2 separate regions of the Mus musculus genome follow, and region 1 is linked to region 2. A link is a contact called in public Hi-C data. All regions are on one chromosome and are shown on one strand. The core of a region is the stretch at or near the end of the contact, and the rest is flanking DNA. Distances in the headings are between cores, read along the strand shown.

Evidence for each region. Hi-C and Micro-C count contacts between places; a contact is called where the count stands out from the background.
Region 1: a Hi-C map of granulocyte-monocyte progenitors shows a contact between it and region 2, with 4 times the contacts expected there. The contact joins the promoter of Tmed1 here to the enhancer-like site in region 2. A contact is called at or near these places in 9 of 39 promoter capture datasets (embryonic stem cells, erythroid cells, hematopoietic stem and progenitor cells and 4 more), 8 of 484 Hi-C or Micro-C datasets (bone marrow-derived macrophages, cerebral cortex, embryonic stem cells and 4 more), 11 of 115 datasets of contacts at active chromatin or transcription factors (the 230-238 cell line, the HPC-7 cell line, the SCID.adh cell line and 5 more) and 4 of 9 other capture datasets (adipose tissue, liver, macrophages and 1 more).

Annotation. Positions count from the first base shown.
Region 1 is chr9:21,506,502-21,511,684 of GRCm38.p6, forward strand. It overlaps Tmed1 (transmembrane p24 trafficking protein 1), which reads right to left and starts at 3,733. Exons shown (of 4, transcript NM_010744.4): 1 at 3,493-3,733; 2 at 2,753-2,850; 3 at 2,430-2,613; 4 at 879-1,890. The coding sequence starts at 3,675. The coding sequence ends at 1,672. It overlaps Dnm2 (dynamin 2), which reads left to right. Exons shown (of 21, transcript NM_001253893.1): 21 at 1-645.
Region 2 is chr9:21,433,951-21,439,308 of GRCm38.p6, forward strand. The region is part of intron 1 of Dnm2 (dynamin 2); the gene reads left to right. Among named protein-coding and RNA genes, the nearest start is that of Dnm2, 12 kb to the left of the region's middle. Within about 2 kb of position 2,466, at least 135 of the 459 cell types and tissues checked have an H3K27ac peak or open chromatin away from gene starts, as enhancers often do. A contact at or near this core is called in the HPC-7 cell line, the SCID.adh cell line, adipose tissue and 8 more, where this site is marked.

The sequences.
Region 1 (5,183 bases), core at 2,483-4,982, 74 kb after region 2:
GGCTCCCCGTGGGCAAGCCCTGCCCTTTCCCTCCTCGCCCTAGTGGACATGACAATGAAGGGTGAGGAGGCCCACAGCACAGCACATGGGGGCTTTGCACTTTGGGATGAGGAGGAGCTCTGGCTAGCAGAACAGGAACTGCATCCTTGGGACCATCAGGAAAAAAAGGTCCAGGCTAGTGTGGGGGGACTCTTCTGGAGCTCCTCCAGAGCCTTTGTTCTTTCTGGGGTCCAGGAACTGCCCACCTTTCCTAAGGACTCCTCAGGAGTGAGCCAGGCCCAGCAGGTCCAGTGCTGACCCACCTGGCTCAAGTTGTATATATAGAGCTCCTTTGGCCATATTAACCACACAAGCTGAGCCCAGCCCAGGCTCCGCACCCAGAGGTGCCTTTGTGCCTTCCTCAGGCCTGGAGGGCCTCAGCTCTGGCCACCCTCACTCTCCTCAGCCCCGGTTGTGGTTTGGGCTGTATGAACTGGGGAGACATCAGAGGCCTCTTGGCTCCCAACCAGATGTCCCCACAGGGTGGGCCCTGGGTGCCTCTGCAGCCTCGGCTCCCACCGCCTGGATTGACCACTGTTAAGTGCCTGCCTCTGTATATCCTATTAATAAACTAAAATAAAGGGAAGCCCTACTGGTGGCTACGTGTGTGGGCCTTTTGTGTGTGTCCCAGCTCAGGAGATTGAGCACCCCCTCATGAGGCTGCCCACACTCATTTACACGCGTGAGTCTTGTGTCATCTGTTCTGAGCCCCTCTTGTCCCCATCCGTACCAGGCCTCACACACAGTGCTCATGGGAAACAGGAATTCTATCCACCTCTGTGCGATGCTGTGGCCAAGCCCTCCTCCCAGCCCCGCCAGCCACCGGGACCAGGGGACTCAGTTCATTCAGCCATGGTTTATGGTCTTTTTCTTTCGTGCCAGGCGACCACCTCCATTGGCTCCTGCCCGACCTTTCTTCTGAGCTTCGTGGGAGTGTCCCCCCTTCCTGGCTGCCCTGGCTTGAGGCTAGGTCTGTCCCAAGCTGACATCCCTAAGCCCAGTCACCAGGCACTATTAACTTTCTGACCATAATTTATTGACTCCAGTGCCCAGGACAAATGCCCTCTGTTCCTTGAGGCTCATGGGCCAGCCTTCTCTGAGGCCCTGCACCCAGAGAGAAGGAAGGGGCCTCTCCCAAACCACCTACTAGCTGGCTCCCCTCTGGGCCAAGGGGCCAGGGCTCCTTCCTTTCAAATAAAAGTGACTGTCCTGGCAAGAACTCTGCAGATGTGTCTCCTTCCCAGACCCTAGTGAAGTAGGCTTACCCCAGGAGGAGAGCAGAGACATTGCAGTTGGGGTGTCTAGTTGGAGGGTGGGGGGCAGCACCACAGCTTCACCCCATCCTGATAGCTGCAAGACTGAAGCTAAGGCACGATTTCAGGAGAAAGCCAGGGCATCCAAGAGCAGTGTCCCCACACTGCTGCGCCCAGCACTTCCACCCTCCAAGGAACAGGCACAGTCGCTGAGCCCTCCCCCTTCCGAGGGGTCTGTGAGCCATTGGCACTCCCTGGTCACTGAGGAAGGGAGACACATGGGGCCACTGCTAAGGACCCAACTATGTAGTGTCTCATCTGAGTCTGGGAGGTGTCCAGCAAGTCACACACCCGCTGCCCTCATCCTCTGTGGCAGGGGCTACGTGGGTACAGGGCGCTTGTCATGGAAGAAGCGCTTGAGTGTGCAGACTTGCAGGACAGCCACCAGCAGCAACACAGCCACATTGGCAGCTGACCAGAAGTTGACCCGCTCCAGGTTGTCTTCTTGAAGATTTCGATCACGAGCCTCAAAGGCTCGGAGCAGAGTGAGCATCTGGATGCTCCGTTCCAGCCGGGTCCTCATGGTCTCTATGGATTCCTGCCAGGGCACAAAGGAACGGGTCAGGCTGCTTAAGTCAGAATGCCTACCTACCCCACCACGCACGGCTCTGGCTATCCGTTCACCTGCCTCACGTCTTCTCTAGAAACTGAGGGGTTTTCCCCTTGGTGTTTTTTTTTTTGTTTTTTGGGTGGGTGTGAGACTTTTCTTTTTAAGAGGGATTGGGGCACACGTGCATGGCAGACGACCCCAGGTAGCCAGGCTTGGTGCAGTTGCCTTTGCCTATCAAGCCACTTCACCAAACTCTGCTAGTCTGTGCAAGCCAAGGATGACCTTGAACTTGTGATCCTCAGGACCAAGAGAACCATACCCAGTGTGTGCAGTGCTGGGTGTGGGGGCTCAGCTGTGGGAGCGTCCTAGGTAAGTGCTCTGCCAACTCAATTATTCCCGGCCCTTTCTGTTGGTTTTGTGAGACGGGAGCTTGCTATGTAAATAAGGTTGGTCTTGAACTCACTGGCATCCTGCCTCAGCCTCCTCAGAACTGGGATTCTAAGCATGCACCATCATACCCAGCTCACCTTGATGTCTTCCATTTTGACATCAAGCATCTCTTCTGGCTCCACAGCCTCCGCCCAACCTTCTACCTCCTCCTCATCTTGGAAGCTGTCAAAGATGAGCTCAAAGAACACAAGCTTTTCTGAGATGGTGCTGAAGGAGTTGTCAAAGCACAGCCTGTAGTCTCCGGCCTCAGTAGGCTCCACCCTGGGCAGACAGATGAGACATAGACGTGACCCTGGAGTGACCAGCCAGCTGGTCTGTGGAACCAGTAGGATGGTAACCTGAGGCCACTGGGGAGCTGCAGGGCTGTAACTGAACCAAGGCAGGGCAGGACTTCACTCACGTGTGTACCCCATCAGCCTTTCGAGACTCACTGACCAACAGCACACCCTGAGGGCTCTCCAAGGTGAAGTCCACGTCCAGCCCAGCACCTCCGATCACCTGAAGAGCAGGTAAGAATTGGGGAACTGGCAGCTTTGTGCAAGCCTATCTGCCACAGAAAGCCTGGGTTAAACCGAACCGGGAAAGACCCATGTAAGATCACCAAGAACCTATCTTTAAGAAGAAAAAAGAACAACCACAAATCCCAGGTATTTGCTTGAGATAGAGGAGTAGCGCCTGTGGAGGGAGATTAGTCAGAGCTGCACTTCTACCATAGAGTTAGGAAACTCGGGTCGTCGTAGTTTAGCAGCAAGCGGTTTTTGTTTTGTTTTGTTTTGTTTTAACCCAGCAAGCTATTTGGATTCCCCCAAGGGCCTATCTGAAGACCAACATCCATCCACACCTACAAGGTTTCTTCCCAGTCCCTAAGATGGATACATCCACGTGAGGTCTTTTATCAACCACCCTGCCAACGCCCTTGAGTAGTCTAAGGTGGCTGTCTACCTGACCGCTAACTTAATCGTAACCTACCCAACAGCCGCCAGGAACTTCCCTAGAACCCAACCCAAAGAGCTCTGAGCAGAGCATGCCCCTTCTCTGCAAGACTATTAGCGTTCTGGCCACACCTCTGCCCCGCCCCTCCCGCCTGTTGGCCACGCCCCCAGCCCTGCTCTATTCCGAGCCCGGGACCCCCTCTCTCACCTGGTACTCGGTCTCAAGACTAGCATTGGCCGGTGCGGACTGATAGAAACACTGCTTTCTCCCGGCGGGAAGCAGAAATGTGAACTCGCCGTCCTGGATAGGCGGCGGCCCTGCCTCTCCCACTCCTACTGCTGGCAGGAGTAGCCACAGGGCCAGTGCTACGGCCGCGCCGGCCGCCATCATCCGGGTCACCCTCTACTCACGGGGCGTGGACCCTTTAAGGATTTGTCCTGCCCACCTCTTATTTCGGCAAAGCTCATTGGCTTCGGCTTCTGTTCGACCCCAAAGCCGCGGAATGCTGACTGAAGGGCCCCAGGATGGGGAGCTGCCCTGGTAATTGCCTAATCTGCTAGAAAGCATACTAACGCTACTGCGAACTTCGTGAAACCTACCCAAGTCTGATATCAACCACTGCATTTGGTGGGGGCACTGACAAATCTAAAAATGGTGAAGCACTTCTTTACAGGCAACAATTAAGATGACTAAACGGGGAGGTTTGCAGGTCCTCCCTTGGCACCGCCCGCTCTCTGCCTTCCCCAATTCAAGGTGCTTTTGCCCATTGGTCAATCAAGTGTAGGCGTAGCCCTCCGAGGACGGCGGCTTTGTTGGATTCTGATCTCAACTTGTGTGACGGGTGCGACAGGCAGATATGCCAGGTGCTAGTATTCCAATATTGGAGTTCTGGCGATGTTAGTTCAGTGAGCATGGCCTCCCCCGACTGCTTTTCCTTTACACCTTATACCATCCCTAAGGGGGTGGTGGAATGTTTGTTGGTGAGTAGAATACTGCCTCAGCCTGCGTACAATACATCTCAAACCTTTGGGTCAGCAGGTCCACGTGCATCTGTGCTGACACATGCAGTATTCCAGTACTTGAAAGGCTGAGTCGGGAGGTGGAAGGAGTTCGAGGCCATCCTCTCGAACTGGTATGGAACTACATAGTTCCAGACCAGCAAAAAAATCAAGGAATCTATTTTGGGCTTTGAATGGCTCAGAGAACACAGGCGCTTGCTGCTAAACCTAATGACCTTAGTTTAATCCCCATGTGCTACGATAGTGGAAGGTCAGAATTGACTCCTGCAATTGTCCTCTGACCTACACACACACACACACACACACAACACTGTGTGCTTAGCTCTTGTTCACTTGACAAAATAATCTGGCAAGTTGAGTGTCACTTGAGGAATTGCCTGTTGGGCATTTTCAACGTTGCTGGAAGACCCAGCCCACTGTAGATGGTACCTTTCCTAGACAGGTGGGGATGAGCTATATAAGAAAAGTAGCTTGAGCCGGGCGTGGTGGCGCACGCCTTTAATCCCAGCACGCAGGAGGCAGAGACGGGTGGATTTCTGAGTTCGAGGCCAGCCTGGTCTACAGAGTGAGTGCCAGGACATAGGACAGCCAGGGATACACAGAGAAACCCTGTCTCGGGGAAAAAAAAAAAAAAAGAAAGAGAAACCTCAAAAGAATAAAGGTAATTTACAGCAACCAACATCAGCCTAAACAGAACTCAGAACATTTCCACAATCAGGAATAAAACAAGGTGTCCACTCCCCATATCTGCTTAATATAGTACTTGAAGTACTTGAAGTCCTTTTATTTTTTTTTTTTAAACAGTTTCTCTTTGTAGCCCTGGCTATCCTGGAACTCTAGACCAGGCTGGCCTTGAACTCATGGAAATCTGCCTGCCTC
Region 2 (5,358 bases), core at 1,216-3,715:
CCCCCTGGCGGTGGCAGCCACTTCACAGTTGGAGTTGGATACATGCCTTCGGACTCTCTTAGAGGCCTCCCTCCTGTCCCTATGTCCCATGTGCCACCTATCTGCTCAGAGCCACTCAGCTTCCACTTGTAGAACAAAACCAGCGACTCCCAAGAACCTGCCGATCCTGGCACCACACTGCTTGCGCCTCCTCCTCTTCCTCCCCGTGGGTTCTTAGCCACCTCGCTCTCACCATATCCCCTCTCTCAAGACTGTGCCTTATGTAATGTATGGCACTGTGGTCTTGAGTTCCACATGTAACTGGGAGTGACCTTGAACTCTGCATCTGGGGCTGGAGAGATGGCTCAGCAGTTAAGAGCTCTGACTGCTCTTCCGAAGGTCCTGAGTTCAAATCCCAGCAACCACATGGTGGCTCACAACCATTCGTAATGAGATCTGACTCCTTCTGGAGTGTCTAAAGACAACTACAGTGTACTTACATATAATAAATAAATAAATCTTAAAAAAAAAGAACTCTGCATCTTCATATGTCTATCTGAGTGCTGGGATTACAAGCACTCAATACCTGCTTTGTGTGCAGCTAGGCATGGAACTCAGGCTTGATGCACACTAGGCAAACCCTCAACTGGCATATGGCCAGCCTGTTTCCAGTCCTGTTATTATCATTGCTATATTGGTATTCGTGGGTGTATCTATATGTGCGCCTGTGTGGAGGGGAGTGATGGAGGCCAAGGACTATTTTCACTTAAAAACTTTTTTTTTTAAATGTGTATGAGTATTTCTTTCTGTTTCATGTACATGTCACCCAAGGAAGAGGACATTGGATCCCCTGGAGATGGAGTTACACATGGTTGTGATCCATCTTGTGGTTACTGGGAATTGAACCCTGTTTCTCTGCAAGAGCAGCCTGTGCTCTTAGCTACTGAGCCATCTCTCCAGACCCTTAATTATAATTTTTTGAGCTAGCGTCTCACTCAGAGCCTGGTCTCATTGTCTGTCCTTCCCCTTCTCTGGAGTTAGGATCACAGGCACATATGCCGTGCTCAGGCTTTTCTTTTTTTTTTTTTTTTTTTTTTTTTAAGATTTATTTATTTATTATATGTAAGTACACTGTAGCTGTCTTCAGACACTCCAGAAGAGGGCGTCAGATCTTGTTACAGATGGTTGTGAGCCACCATGTGGTTGCTGGGATTTGAACTCCGGACCTTCGGAAGAGCAGTCGGGTGCTCTTACCCACTGAGCCATCTCACCAGGCTTTTCTGTTTTAGGAAGTGAACTCATGTTTGGCCAGCAAGTGCTTTATCCATGGTGATGATCTCCCTAGCCTATGATTTGTTTGTTTATTTTATTTTTGATACAGAGTTTTGCTATACAGCTCAGCTGGATTCAAACCTGAAAAGTCCTTGCCTTAGCCTCCCTAATGCTGGGGTTATAGGCAGTGTCACTGTACCTTGGTCCTCTGCTGCCTTTCTCTAGAAAAGCTGAGGTGAGGTCTGACTGTGATCCACGGGTATGTAAGCAAGGCCAGCAAGGCTACCTGGGAATATCCCTACTCCCTGGTGAAGAAGGAGGCACCCGAGAGCCTGCTCCTAACGCATGTTCCCAGACTCTGATGGCTTGGAGAGCAGGCAGGCATTGTCCTACTGTGATGCTGCTTACCGAGGATACACCCCAGCACACAGAGGCCATTCCCATCGAAAGCCCCAGAGGTGGCCTCAGTACACAACTCTGTCCTGGCTCAGGGCCTCTGTCTTTTGTACTGATAGATGAGGTTTTTCTAGAGTTGTTGTTCTCAATCTTCTTTAGATGACCCAACCATAAAATGACTTTTGTTGTTACTTCAAAACTGTAATTTTTGTTACTGTTAAGAATTGTAGTATAAATATCTGATATGCAGGCTATCTGGTATGTGACCCCTGTGAAAGGGTTGTTTGACCTCCAAAGTGTTGTGACTCACAGATTGAGAACTGCTGTTCTAGAGGATGGTAGCTTTCTGGTCTGGAATGCCTGCCCCAGCATCCTTAGCTGCAGGGAACCAGCCAGTGGTGAGAGTGACCTTGAATTCCTGAGCCTTCTGCATCCACTATTAGTGCTGGCATTCAGAGTGTGCCACTGTACTGAGAGGACATCATGGTTGCTAGAATCCTCATGGCTACCCAGTGAAGGCTGGTAGAGATCAAGTCCAGGAGCCTGTGGCCGGTATCTGGAGCCCTGCTCAGCTCAGTCTTCCTGTGCTTTAGGTCCCCTTGGCCATCATTTTGCAATGTTGACTTCCCACTCAGCCAAGCGGAAGGAAGCCTGGCTTCTGTAGCCTTTGCCTAGGTGGCACTGCCAGGGGACACTGTCTTGCATAGGCTGTCAAGGATTTGGGTATAAGTTGTTTTCTAGGGAAGGGCCTACATGGGGTTTGCCCTGGCATGTGGTGAAAACTGAGTCTTAAACTTTTCTTTTCTTTGAAGTTTTCTTGAGGTCTCATGTCACATTGCTAACCTCAAACTAAGTTAAATGCACAGCCAGGGCGGGGCTTGTGCTTCTGTACTTCCTGCTGTCGCCTCCCTGTGCCGACGTTACTACACCAGGCCTAGATGCTGTTTTTTTCCCTCCGACAACCTGCTTCAACCTCAAGTACTGGGATTGTAGGCCTTTCCACCACAGTCATGCCTGGATTTTTAAAAAGTTGGTAGTTTTATGTAATCTAGGCTGGGCCTCAAACTTCTGTCACTTCTGGGCTCCTGATCTTCCTGCTCTGCTGCCTGAGTGCTGGGATTGTCAGCAGATGCCATCACATCAGGCTTTAAGGTTTCTCATGGCACTGGGGATCGCTCCCAGGGCTCTACCACTGAGTTACCTCTTCTTCTTTAAGACCACATTAGAGTTATTAATGTAATTATTTTGGGTATTAGAGATGGTGTTCTCCTGTGTAGCCCTGGCTGTCTATAGACCAGGCTGGCTCCGGATTCAGAGATCTGCCTGCCTCTGTCTCCTGAGTGCTGGGAGTAAGGTAAAGGTGTGCACTGGCTACAGCAGAGTTATAAAGAGAGGGGCTGGGCTCAATGGGAGAAAGGTGCTTGGTGCCAAGCCTAATGACCTGAGGTGCATCCCTGAGACCTGTATAGTGGAAGAGAGCAGACTCCTGAAAGTTGTCCTCCCATCAGGACCATAGCAATTCCACCTCCAAGCAGAGAAACATCAATAAGATGCAATTTAAAAACATTTAGGGCATGTTGCCCATGTCTGCCTTCCTTGGCCTCTCCCTACTGCAGGCTCTGTTAAGACTGTCACTGTTGATGGAAGGCCCCTGTCACATGGCTGCCGTTGCCCTCCTAACACAGGATCGCATGTCCCCTGCTTCCCTCCTCTGCTCTAGGCTCTCAGGCTGTCCGTCCTAGGCTCTCATGACCTTGGACTTTGATAGAACACAAACAACAGTAACTTCTCCCAGCTTATCTGGCTTGTTCTCACAGCTGACTGTGAGTTTTTTCATTTTGGGTAAGGAACTACTTTAGGTCCGCTTTGTGCATCTTGTAGGACTCCATAATGTGGGCCAGCAGGACATTCCCAGGGAGAGGGCATCTGCCATGTTTCCTTACTTGAAAGTTACTGGGTTTGGTTTTGCATATCTTATCCTTTGTAAGTATCCAGGCCCTAAAGGTTTTATGCATGAGGACGCAAGTGTATGTGTGAGTTTGTGTGCATGTGTGGGTTCTTGCGTGAAGGACAAAGATTGGTGTCCAATGTCTCCCTTAAGTACTGTGGAAGAATCTCTCACTTACACAAAGCTTGTCTAAATCTGCTAATCTGGCTAGCCAGCATGTTCTGGGGATCTCCTGTCTCTGCCCACAAACACTGGCATTACAGGCAGATACCACAAGAGCTTGGCGCTACGTTAGTCCTCAAGTTTGCATGTAAGTGCTTTGCCTGCTGAGCCGCTAAGCCGACTTTCCAACCTTCATTTTGATTTTTCTAGGTCTGGGGATGCAACTCATGGCCTCATGTATACTAGGAAAGGCCTCTACCCCTGAACCAGACCCCTATTCTCTCTCCATGGGATTCTAGTCAGGGGTTCTACCACTGAGCCACGCCCTCAGTGCCTCACTGAGGGATTCTAGGCAGGAGTTCCACCTTTAAATAATACCCCTAGTTTCTCACTGATGGATTTCAGGCAAGTGCCCTCCTGCTGAGTCGGCTTTCCAGCCCCTAATTAGGGGGTAGAGGGGCAGAGCCACACCTCCAACCCCTCATTGGGGCATTCTAGATAAGCACTCTACTGTTGAAGCCCGTTTCCTAGCTGTCTCTTGCATTTTATATAGATTATAAAGTGTAAGTTGAAAAGTTGAAGAGTTGTTTTATATTTTTCTTTTGCAAAGCATTGTACAATCTTGTATTTCATTGGATGGCTTTTGTCAGATGGGCACAGTCTCTTTTGGATGCTGCTGGAGCACTGCCCAGCAGTTCCCACATCTGCACAAGCCACATCTGTTTATGAGTGCAGCTCTCTGCTTAGTGTTGAAATCAGGCGCCTTGAGGACGCTTTGTTCTTTTTCTCAATTGTTTTGAATGTTCTAAGTCCTTTAAACATTAATTTTGTTTCTATTTGTTTGTCTTTTTGAGAATTCTATTTTTGTTTGTTTGGTTTGGTTTTGGTTTTGGGGGGTTTTGTTTGTTTGTTTGTTTTTGTTTTTTGAGACAGGGTTTCTCTGTGTAGCTCTGGCTGTCCTGGAGTTCGCTCTGTAGAACAGGCTGGTCTCGAACTCAGAAATCCGCCTGTCTCTGCCTCCTGAGTGCTGGGATTAAAGGTGTGCGCCACCACGCCCGGCAAGAATTCTTACTTTGTTTCTCACACTGACCTGGAGCTTGAGCCCCTTCTGCCTTGGCTTGTGCGTGCTGGTATTAGAGGTGCAGCACCATGCCCAGCTCTGAATGCCCATTTTACAGTTAGCTTGTGGATCGCTTGCTCTGTCTGTCTGTCAGGCTATCCATCTATCACCCATCTTAGAGTTTCACTAAGCAATTCTGCTTGTCTTGGAACTCACTGTGTACACAAGGCTGGCTTTGAACATCAGCCTCCAAGTACTGGGCTTAAAGATGTGGGTCCCCAACCCCAGTTACGTTGTGGATTTCTACTAAACAAAATAAAAAGCTAAGACACGATAGCTCAGGGATGGAGACCTAGTCAACTGTAGACCATGTTTCTATCTATAGCACCAAAAAAGGAAATAAAAAAGGCTGTTTATAAAGACCCGTCGAAGCCTATCCTGTCCTAGGCTGGCTTCAGAATCATCATGTATCTGAGGGTGACCTTGGACTCCCGGTGCTCTTGACTTTACCTCCCAGGTGTTAGCATGACAAGCATGCAAC